Regions from separate parts of the Gossypium hirsutum genome. Here all the other regions are linked to region 1. A link is a contact called in public Hi-C data. All regions are on one chromosome and are shown on one strand. The core of a region is the stretch at or near the end of the contact, and the rest is flanking DNA. Distances in the headings are between cores, read along the strand shown. Region 1 has its middle 76 kb from the start of LOC121231128. Region 2 holds the start of LOC107896416 (proline-rich receptor-like protein kinase PERK3). Region 3 holds the start of LOC107893945 (protein ROLLING AND ERECT LEAF 2).

Region 1 (3,839 bases), core at 781-3,280:
AATATAAAAAATAAAACAACGAATAAATAATATACAACAACAATAAATATGGCACAATATAAATCAATCAACAGATCATATACAAGACAAAATGGAATTTAGAAGTCAATGTGGTATAAGACAATTTCAAAATAGACGAATGAACACATAATATATATGATATATGAGTGGGTGAATTGATAAATTTGAAATAATTTAGGTAAAAAAAAACCAAGGCTATAAATATAATCATTGAAATAAATATTATAGAATAAATTATATGAATCAAATAGTATGCGAAACATTTTCAACACAAATTCATTTAAAAAACGACAATATACAATAACTTAAAAATATGAAAGAATGGTGGAGTACATGATAAGATATATGTACCAAATATATATATATATTTAAGAATAATTACTTGTAAAAAAAATGGCATGAAATGAATGATGCATACAAAATTAAGTTAGCTTATAAATTATATAAGTACCATTATACTTAAAAACATTTTAAAGAAATACTAAATAACATACTAAGATAATATAATATAGAGAAACATTTCAAAATAATAATTTTATAAACATAAAAATGAAGTTCCCAAAATAGTGTCATATATACATAAAAACATTAAGTAAATCATGAATCAAGAAATATTTTAAATAGAAAACTCTATTAAAATAATTTATGTATCAATATATAAAAATATTTAAATTAAAACTTTATAATGAGGTATTAAAATAATTTAATGTAAAAAGAATTTTAAAACGATGATCTTGTCAAAAATAAATAAGAATGTTGTTAACTTCAAAATAATGTTTATTATAGATTAAGAATTTAATAAGAATGATGTATATACAAATATGTATAAAATATTTAAAGAAATGGGATGCACAATGTAAAAATAATAAGATAAAAAAAATCTCAAAATAATTATACAAATGTAAACAAACAAAATTATTAACATGGATTAATACATATAAAATATTAAATGCATTTTAAATTAGCAAACTATACAAATGAAAGACCAAATTAAAATTGAATCCAAAATAACATACAAATAATCATAAATAAGATCAATGTACAAGGCGCATGAATGTCTGGGGATTAGAATTGCAAATATCCCTAGCCCAAAACGCAGCACTGTATCGCGGACTAAAATGGAAACGCGCACGAATTAAAGAGCCAAATTAAAAAAAGGGCAAAACAAATAAGGCACAATTGAATAATCGCGCAAAAGGAAGGATTTAATGCGCAAATTTCCCACTTCTAATGAAAAGGCACAGACTTATTTTAATGCTAAAATCCATATTCCCATTTATTTTCCTTTCAAAACACAAATAACCTTTTAATTTAAAAAAAGAAACAGAACCCTTCATTCTCTTTGGGTTCATTAAGCAACTGCCCAAACCACTATCAATTTGATGGCTGACGGTGCACGAATAGGGATCGGATCTTGCTGAAGAAAGCCTTACCCACGAAGATTCGGTAAGAGTACTCCTTTCCCCTTTTTTTTAAAAAAACAGAAACTTTAAAATCCTGTACTATTCTGTCAAAAACAAGGCGAGATCCGACGAAAAACAAGAGAAAACAACCCTAGCCCGAATCACCATATTCCTGAGACATGAGGGCTTTCATCGGTGTTGTTTCAAGCATCCTTTTTCGTTTTCTATGCCAAAATAATGCAAGCAAATTGACAGAAAAGAGGGAAAAATTTGAAATCACCTTTAGATCACTCTTTTTTTTCTTTTCTACTATTTAATATATGTATTGTAGTGTGCGTTCATAGTTTTACAATGAAAAGGCTTTTTGGTTTTATTAGCCGAACAATAATCAAAAATGAAAATACAAGCCCTCTTTATTTGCTATTCCGTTGTTTTTTGTTTCTATTTGCTGTTGTTTTCTTGTCTGTTTGCAGGTATGCGTGGCGCGTGGAAGTGTACGGCGTACGGAGGCGCTGGAAGCTTGTACGGCGCTGCAGGTTAGGGCTGCGGAGCTCCTTACTGCTAGGGTTTGGCTGTTTGGCTAAACTTAGGTTTAGGTTTTGGGCCATTGGGCCCCATTGTAAATGGGTATCTGGGTTTGATTTTTTGTTATTAGGCCTGGGTAGATTCGGCCCATTACAGATATGATATATTTTATTATAGTCTATAATATAATTATAGTTATATATATAATATTATTTCACTAAATAATACTATATCACATGTTATAATAGTAGAGTAGTACATAATATTTTTAATTATTATCATATATTATTGTTTATTATTATACTGGTTGAAATATGCTCTAAGTCCCTATATTTTTTATAAATTTCAAAGTTGGCCCCCCTACTATATTACATAATGTTATATCTTATAGTATATAATATATTAATAATTGATATATATGCATCAATGATTAAACATTATAATATCTAGTAATATTATATCTTTTATTATATATAATAGAAGTACGTTATATATTAATTATTAATTCTTAATTGTTATTATATTATTTGAAATATGCTCTAGGTCGTTATACTTTTCATACATTTGAAAGTTAGCTCTTCTTCTATGTCATATAATGTTATATCATATAATATATAATATATTATGTAATATAATAATAGTTATATAGTATAGATTTTAATATCTATTAATTTTATATATTTATTATACATATATAATCATAGTAATAAAAATATTTTATATTAAATTAATATTTTTAATTTTCACTTTATAATTTAACATAAAAAATTACTATTAATTGTGTTTCCTATTAATAAAAATTTATTATAAATATGTCATGCATATGAATAAATTTTCATAAAAAATATTATATATTTTTTTAATATTGAAATCTATATTAATTATTAATGTCTATGGTTGTTTAATTATAAATTAAAACTTTGAGTCAGGTTATTCTCAAGCTCAGGTCAAATTGGTCCCGAACTCAAAGTCTTATAGACTCGAGTATTTCTCGAGCTCTGGTTTTTCGGGCTAAGATTTTCTCATGCTCGAGCTTTCTCGGACTCGGACCAACACAAACAGCCTTTCAAGCTCAAGCCGGTTTTACCAGCTCTTATTATGGATATATATTAGTAAGTCCAAAATGTTAGCACCCTTACTTGCTCCTATTAAAGTGATTATGTGGAATTTTTTTACTATTATTCAACTGCATAATCAATATCATGTGAAAATTCAATCAACTATGTTCAATCAACAGCAAATATATGTCAACTAATGCTTACAACTATTTTTTTTTAAAAATGCGTCATCTCTTTATTGACGATAATAAACGGTATTATAAATTTGAATTTACTAATAATTTTATAAAAATAAACGATCAAACTATGTTAAAAATAAAGTATATAAATTTACGGATAATATAAGTTTTGGCCCCTGAACTTGGCAATTAGGTCCACTTAGGTACTTGTAAATTTTTTTGTCTACTTTGATCTTTGAACTTGGCAACTAGATCTATTTTCGTCCCTGAACTTAGATCTTGTCAAGATTTGGAGATATAATCAATGTTACTAGAGCATGATCAAAGTAGACAAACTGAGAATTAAGCAATGTAACGGTTCAAACAAAAGGGTTAAACTGATTGACACGGAAACTGTTTGAAATTGGTAAAAATTAAAATCTAGGACAAAAATTGCCAATTGAACCAGTTTAATATATATTTTTTGTTATTTTATGTTTTTATATTTTTATGAATTTTAATTACTTATTTAATTATTGTTAGTTTGTTGGTTGAATTGATCAAACTGGTTGAATAGGGAACATGTTGAACTAGTTGTACCACATCATCACCTGAAAATTTATATAAAATTTATAAATTTTAAATTTTCATGTAATGATGTGGCACAATGTTAG
Region 2 (3,839 bases), core at 812-3,311, 400 kb after region 1:
AGTTGCTGTCAGTCTCGCTACCTCTTTAGTTGCCACCCCTAAAGTTAAACAAAAGATAAGCTTGAAAGCTCATAGAGAAAGCTGTCAGTCTCGCTACCTCTTTAGTTACCCACAACCTATGTTCCTGAACGGTCTCGTTCGAACATCTGATTTGCCAACACTTTTTCACTTCCTGCAGTTCATAAAATATTTCAAAAGCAGCGGGTGGTATATATTACTCCCACAATGAATGAAGCTCGTGAGATAGACTACTCTTTCAGGAAATATATAGGAAATGGAATTGCAATTGCCACTGGATTCGATCTTACAGACCCTTCTTATGGATACTCCTATAAAGACAGAACTTTTAGGCCTTTCCTAGATGGGCCCTAGAGTGGAAACCATGTGTTCTCCATTATGCCATTCTTGATATTTGGGAAAGCTTTGCTTATATATGCGATTATGTGCAACTTTCTTGGAACTCATCGTGTCATGTAATCTGTCCAGGAGCCCTCAGTAAGCCTCAAGGAATCGTGGCACTGATGGCTCCTCAAGCTCTTGTTCGGCACATGCAAAGCCATTCCATCCACTGCATTGCATCTGGCGGTCAATCCCTGAACTTAAAGTTTTTCTTCTTTGCACAAAAAAAAGGAGTCGTCGACATCTAATTATCTCGTAGGATGTATAATCAACACATCATATGCTAAAGCCCAAATTAAGATCAAAGCTGATTATCAAAGTACATCCCAGGTATTCTCAACTCTTTTCCAGTCGGCTTTGTCCAAATTTGGCATTTCCTGAGCACAAAATGATTTCCTCATTTGATGGCTCGATGTCAAAGATGCTCTTCCCTTTTCTAGTAGGAAGACATTAAAGAAATTTTGCAGAGGAGAAAAATGATAAGCTCTCCATTTTGGTAGGTATAGATATGTCTACATGATTAAAATGTACATGTCTGTTGATTTTCCCTCAGGTCTCTTATTTTCGTTATGTAAAGAAACCATTTATGAGTGCCCTGATCATCGGTCGGGTGGCTTATCTGATTGGCTGAGCTTGGGCAAGAAGTTTTCACCTCTGAATAGGCTTGGATTTGCTCAAATTCACTTAAATAGAAAAAGAAAAAAAGGCACTAATTTTTTCAATACTGTATAGTTAGAAAGTTAATACTCACGCATACATGGTAGGAACATTCCCATGCACACACTAAGTTCACATGGAATTGCCTAAATAAAAGCCACTACTTGCTCAGGTGGGTTCCATGAGTGGACATCCCTTAACCACAAGCCAATTACAAAAGTTTAAAAATTTTTTAAATTGAATTTAATTAAAATATATATAAATATTGAATGTGATTTCAATGTTCAATTTAGTAGGGTAAGGTTATTTAATTTGATACTTGAGTTTCTTTTGTCTCAATGAAGTACTTAGGAATTTTTATAATAGAGCACATGTGTCAAATATTCATTAGGTTACATGTTTGATTGGGGTATCAAGTTGAATAATAAAACTAAACTCAAGTACAAAATTGAGAGACAAAAAAAATTCAAGTGCCAAATTAAAAGTTGAAGTTAAATTTAGTGCTATTGAATTGGGCTGGACTTAATTTAAACTTGGGCTTAAAAAAATTTGAGAATATGACCTGGTGTGATTTATATAATGATTCATAGATAATTTATACTACTATTAAAACCATAATTGAATTAGTATTAGGAATTAATTAAACAACAACTTGATTAAAGAAATTACAAAAATATTATTTTATAATTAAAAAATAAATTATATTATTTAGGGGTTTAATATTTTATTTTAACAAAACAATGAAAAGTTGCATATAGTTAAATTTTAAACATGTGGTATTTAGCATCAGTAAAACACTAATTTTTCGATTGAACCAAAATTTTATATTAATATAATATAAATATTTTAAATGTAATATACATTGTTACTTCCATAATTCTAAGATTTGCATTTGCATTTACATATAACATATGATATGAAAAATATATAAAAGAAAAAACGAAACAGGTGGACCCAGGTCTTAGAGGTGCCCGTGACTCTCATCTACTATTATTTTAAAATCCCCCCATTAGTATTAGAGTAGGCTTAGGTACATATATAGTATTGGAATTTGCCTTGAAACTGCAACTTTTATTTCTGGAGTGGTTTAGTTGGTTGGTTTTACTTTTAACCCCTTTCATGGTTTATGTCAGTAAAAATGGAATCATAAATTCTGCAACCAAAACAAAAAAGAAATTCTCTACAACACTTTCCAGCTATGAAATCCACTACTCCGAGGATAAAACATTTGATTGTACATTGATTTGCATGTGGGAGTTGTGGACTCTACATTCCAGTATGTTGTTAACACCCTCATTGTCTCCATCATCCCCCCTATATTCCCCTCCTCCTCTTCCACCACCACCACTCCCGGTGGTTCTGCGTCCTCTACCACCCCCACCAACTCCTGCTTCTGCTTCTCCTCCACCCTTGTTGGCATCCCATTTGGCCCCAATATCAACCCCACCTCCAATTCCTGCTGCTGTTGCTATAAGTCCTGTTACTACTCCTACACCGGCGGTTGTTACTTCTCCACCACCACTCTCACCAACACCGCCTGCTGCTGCTACTAAAATTACCCCATTAGCTTCTCCCCCCCTCCCACCACCACCATTGGTTATTATTCCTTCCCCATTGCTTCCTAAATCTTCTCCTCCACCTCCTCAACAGCCATCTAAACCTTTGCCATCCACTCCACTTCCAACAGCTCCACCAAGGCCACCATCTGTGGTGCTTCCACCACCACCACCACCTGCAGCTTCTCGTTCTACTAGGGTCCCTAAAACTCCAACACCATTTCGGGCATTTCCACTGCCTCCACCTCTACCGCCACCAACATCAACACCACCTCCACTACCACCTGCAGCTTCTCATTCCATCGGAGCTCCTAACACTCCAGGATTCTTTCAGGCCTTTCCACCGCCTTCACCACCACCACCATCACCACCAGCAGCAGCAGCATTAGCGCTAACAGCGAACAAAGGAGGTTTGGCAGCCACAAAGCACAGGCCACATTCTCCAATTGGGCTTATAGTTGCATCCATTGGTGTTACAGTTCTACTATTTGTTGTGTTTGCATTAGTGTGCATTTGTTTCAAAGGTAGAAGGAGAAAACACAAGCCTTCAGACACTAAAATTCAACAATGTTCTTCTGTCACAAAAGGTGAATTTAATACAACTAGTATTGGTTTCAAATCTTAATTAAAAACTCAAATCTGATAGAATTTCAATGTTTTATTTGGTTTGTTTTTCTAGATAGCCCTTCTGCTGCTTCAATGCAACAAAAACAACAAAATGTCACCAATTCAGCAACAGTTACAGCAGATACCGCATTGAATCCCTCAAGTGGCATTTTCACTTATGAGGAATTAGTCCTTGCGACCAATGGTTTCTCCGAATCCAACCTCATTGGACAAGGCGGTTTCGGTTACGTCTACAAAGGGCGTCTGCTGACCGGACAAGACGTCGCGGTTAAGAAACTGAAGGCTGGGAGCCGGCAAGGGGAGCGTGAATTCCGGGCCGAGGTTGAGACCATTAGCCGACTGCATCACAAACACCTTGTTTCCTTGGTAGGATACTGCATCAATGGGGCTGAGAGATTGCTTGTTTATGAGTTTGTCCCTAACAGAACATTGGAATTCCATTTGCATGGTTAGTATTATTATTTCCTTTTCTTCATTCGCTATGATCAATGAATGTTTCGGTGATTCAATGTGTTGCAATTTTTAACTGTAATTAATTGTGTTGTAGAAAACCGACAACCTGTTATAGTCTGGGAAAGCAGACTCAAAATTGCTATAGGC
Region 3 (3,839 bases), core at 456-2,955, 280 kb before region 1:
TTAAAACTTTTAGTTCATTTCAACTATGCCATTTTACTCAATAAAAAATAGCAGCTTTGTTTTGTGGTAAAGAATAAAGTATAAAGATGTAAGGTCAAGGCCAGATTAAAACATAAAGGTAAAGCACAACAAGATCTAAATGCAAAGACACACTTTACACAAAAAGTCCATTAAATCATTTAAAAATACAAAAAAGAAAAATTTCCCCCAGATCCAAACAGTCTTTCACATAAAATTGCAGTGAAAACCTAAATTTATGAAACTCAACTAGGTGCAGAACATGAAACATGGAAAACCTAAACTGTCACAATCAAAACATATTAGGCAACTTAGAAAAGCAAGCAGATTACCTCGATTATCAGCAAAATTGGAATGATAATGCAACCTGGTAGCCTCCAGCATCTTAGAAACCTCTTGAGCACTCTCTGAGCATTTCAAGAAATGGTCATCAATCTCATTCAAAACCAGCATCAAATTCACACTAGAAACGGCCTTCACCATTCTCCTGAAATCTGCCGGAGCCGTTTTCGAATGCTCCATCTGTACCTGTTGTTTCCCCTTAACATCATCCTCCACCGCCATCTTCTCCGGCCTCTCCGGAGTCTTGGGCTCAATCTCACTATCGGCTCCGCCATGGCTATTAAACCCCACACCACTTACATTGTTAGCGAAAGGTTCAGCATTTCTAACCTCGGTCTCGTTGTCATTGTTGTCCAAATCCAAGCTCGGACCCGGCATGTTATTGTCGACCATAAAGAAGTAATCCCAAGCCATGTGTTTAGCTTCCGGCATCGGCGGCGGGTGGGTCACATTGTTGTTCTCCGATGTCGACGCCGTCATATCTTCCTTATTAGGCCCTCGTGAGTCTTTTCTGAGACCTTCATTGTGATTTTTTTCAAGCGCCTCGTTTTCTACATGATTTTCTTCTTCTTCTTCTTCTTCCTCTTCTTCTTCTTCTTCAATAGCGAGTGAAGAATCGAACTCCTTGCGACTCTTGATGGGCATTTCTGGCATGCTGAGGGCGCGTTTGATGGGAGCGGCGGGGCTAGGGGAGAAGTTAGGAAGCGGAGGAGGTGGAGGAAGGTTGTCCATCATAGGAGGCGGAGGAGGCGGCTGAGGAGTGGAGTCAAGTGGAGGAATCCCACGTGGTTGTTCTTCGAGGGGCTCTTCAGCTTCCCCATGACCGTAGTCACTCAAGGCAGCGCCGGTGTTCTTCAACGAAATGGCGTACCCAGAGTGACCGGCGGCGAAGGCGTTTCGAGCTAAGACCGCATCTTTCATCAAGTTCTTCCGGTCCTTGCATCGAACCACAGATTCTTCGTTCTCTATTCTGGATTGGGCACACCCCATTTTTAGCAGAAACAATTGGCCAGTTAGCAACCACCGGTTCCGACAGCCAAATAAATCCAATGCTGCGCCGTTCGCGGTGGTTCTTTCGGCTATTATCTTTAGATATTTGGTTTGGGGATTAGAAATATTGAGAGTGGGATACTGCCAAGGATAGGACAACGAGAAAAGGAGAAGACAAAGGCAGACAGTGCAGCAGAGCAGCGCAGAGCTGAGGCAAAGAGAGTGATGAGAGTGGGGTATATGCGTTTGTACTCGCTGTCCTTTTCTCTATATTTTTAAATTAACGGTCACATTATTTTATAAAAAAAAATGCAATAACGTTTCACGACGGCGTTTTATTGCTGATATAGATGGTTTACTTCTACTTTTACTCCCTATATTATTTTTATGGTTAAGATATGCGACAAGTAATTCTACTTTTTGAAAATTAAGAATTTAGTGCATGTGCTTAAATTTAATAGAATTTAGTTTTTTTTTTATTTTTTAGATTTTAAAATTTAGGTCTAATTATTAATAATGTTAAAATTTTTGTTAAATTCATTGTTATGATATTTTTAAAATAAAAAACTCACTTAATAGTCATGTAACTAAAAAAAATTTTGTAGTTAACTTGAATTTAACAAAAAAAATTTAATAATGTTTAATAGTTAAATCTGAATTTTAAAATTTAAAAAATAGAGAGATTAAATTTTATAAAATAAAAATATAAAGATTAAATTCTCAATTTTTAAGAATTACATATACTTGTGACACATTTTAAACTAATTTTATTATACTTCTTTAAGATAACTTTGATTTGTAATATCTAAAAGAATAGTTATCTAAAAGAATGAAGATAACTATTTTTAACATAAATAATACATGAATTTTGAATCGGAGTTTAACAATAAAAAAAAAACATGTCGAAATCTAAGGTCACGTTTGGTTCGCTGTATTGGATTAGAGGTGTATTGGATTAGAGGTGTAATGGAATAGAGGTGTAATAGCAAATCAACTGTTTGGTTGAATGTAATGGAATAGAGGCGTAATAGTAAAACTGTGTTTGGTTGAATGTAATAGAGGTGTAATAGCATAATGGAGAAAACTAAAATGACCAGAATACCCTTAGCATAAATTTGTTTTGGTAAATGATTATTGTTATTGTTATTTAAATTTTAATAAGATTATTTATTATCAAAAATAAATAATTTAATCATATTTAAACATAATTATTATTAAATATATTAAATATATTATAATTAAAATATATAATTTAATAAAATTCTTAATAATTAATATTCTTATATGAATTTACTCAAATCATAATATATGATACTATAAAAGATAATTTGAAATGATTAATATTAAATATATTTTAATTAAAATATATGATTTAATAAAATTTAAAATAATTATAACTAATAAATTATCTTATATGAATTTGTATAATTTAAAATAATTATTATTACATATAATTTAATAAGATATAATTTCATAAAATTATTGATAATAAATTATCTTATATGAATTTGTATAATTTAAAATAATTATTATTACATATAATTTAATAAGATATAATTTCATAAAATTATTGATAATAAATTTTCTTATATGAATTTATATAATTTAAAATAATTTATATAATAAATCTATTGTATAACTTTCTCAAAGAGGTTCTTTCATCGTCGGGCATGGGTGTTGAAACCAGATACTTTAAGAAAAATGAATACTCTGACAGGGGTATAAAAAAGGGATCCTTCAAGCAAAATGAAGAGTCGGAGAAACATAGCTCTGTATATTCTCTCAGTTGCTATATTTTTTGGTTTTCTTACCTTATTCTCTGAATTTTCTTCCTCAATGAGGTTCTTTTTTATTTTTTGATTTTAGCTTTGCCCCTATGGCATGAACCTTGTGATGAATTAAAAAATTAAAGAAATATATAAAAATGGGTAAAATTACAATGAATCATTACTCCAAAGTTATAAACTAGTTATTCTAATATGATATTAAAATGCCAAGAGTGCAAAACAAATAATTTTCCAAGGATACCAGATCAGAAGGGACTTAAAAGGCCAACTAGACAGAGAAATTCAAGCAGATGCATCGCCGTATTTCATCATTGATATGTTGCATTTTGGATCATAATTCAAATTCAACTACAAATTATAGGTTAATGGGTTTGAAGCAGCACCAACAACTGTAGCCATGGGATTCGACAAATTGGGAGCAGCAAGAATTGCAGTAGTGGTGTTTGATGGAACTGTAGTTCCTACATTCAAACAAGTTCAGTCAGTTAAGTATCTAGCATTTCAATATGATTCAACAAGCATACAACTATGATAAAGAGGAGTTACTCTTAGCAACTAGGAAAAATATGACATAAAAAGACATCAACTTATTTTTCCCATGAAGCAAAAAAAGAACATCTTAACACCATACATCAATGGCAAGCAAGACCAAGTCATTTTGCCTCTATATTAATGGATTTTCTAGCAGCAATCTGAAACACA

The links. Hi-C and Micro-C count contacts between places; a contact is called where the count stands out from the background.
Region 2: a contact with region 1 is called in a Hi-C map of leaf, with 4 times the contacts expected there. The contact joins the promoter of LOC107896416 here to the enhancer-like site in region 1. A contact is called at or near these places in 5 of 34 Hi-C or Micro-C datasets (leaf and petal).
Region 3: a contact with region 1 is called in a Hi-C map of hypocotyl, with 4 times the contacts expected there. The contact joins the promoter of LOC107893945 here to the enhancer-like site in region 1. A contact is called at or near these places in 8 of 34 Hi-C or Micro-C datasets (callus, fibers, hypocotyl and 2 more).

The regions. Positions count from the first base shown.
Region 1 is chrA06:34,880,746-34,884,584 of Gossypium_hirsutum_v2.1, forward strand. No RefSeq gene overlaps it. Among protein-coding and RNA genes, the nearest start is that of LOC121231128, 76 kb to the left of the region's middle. Within about 2 kb of position 2,031, at least 9 of the 9 cell types and tissues checked have an H3K27ac peak or open chromatin away from gene starts, as enhancers often do. A contact at or near this core is called in fibers, hypocotyl and leaf, where this site is marked.
Region 2 is chrA06:35,284,035-35,287,873 of Gossypium_hirsutum_v2.1, forward strand. LOC107896416 (proline-rich receptor-like protein kinase PERK3) reads left to right here and starts at 2,062. Exons shown (of 8, transcript XM_041115633.1): 1 at 2,062-3,199; 2 at 3,292-3,687; 3 at 3,787-3,839. The coding sequence starts at 2,176.
Region 3 is chrA06:34,605,345-34,609,183 of Gossypium_hirsutum_v2.1, forward strand. LOC107893945 (protein ROLLING AND ERECT LEAF 2) reads right to left here and starts at 1,706. Exons shown (of 4, transcript XM_016819105.2): 1 at 351-1,706. The coding sequence starts at 1,350. It overlaps LOC107893944, which reads right to left. Exons shown (of 3, transcript XM_016819104.2): 3 at 3,309-3,598. The coding sequence ends at 3,486.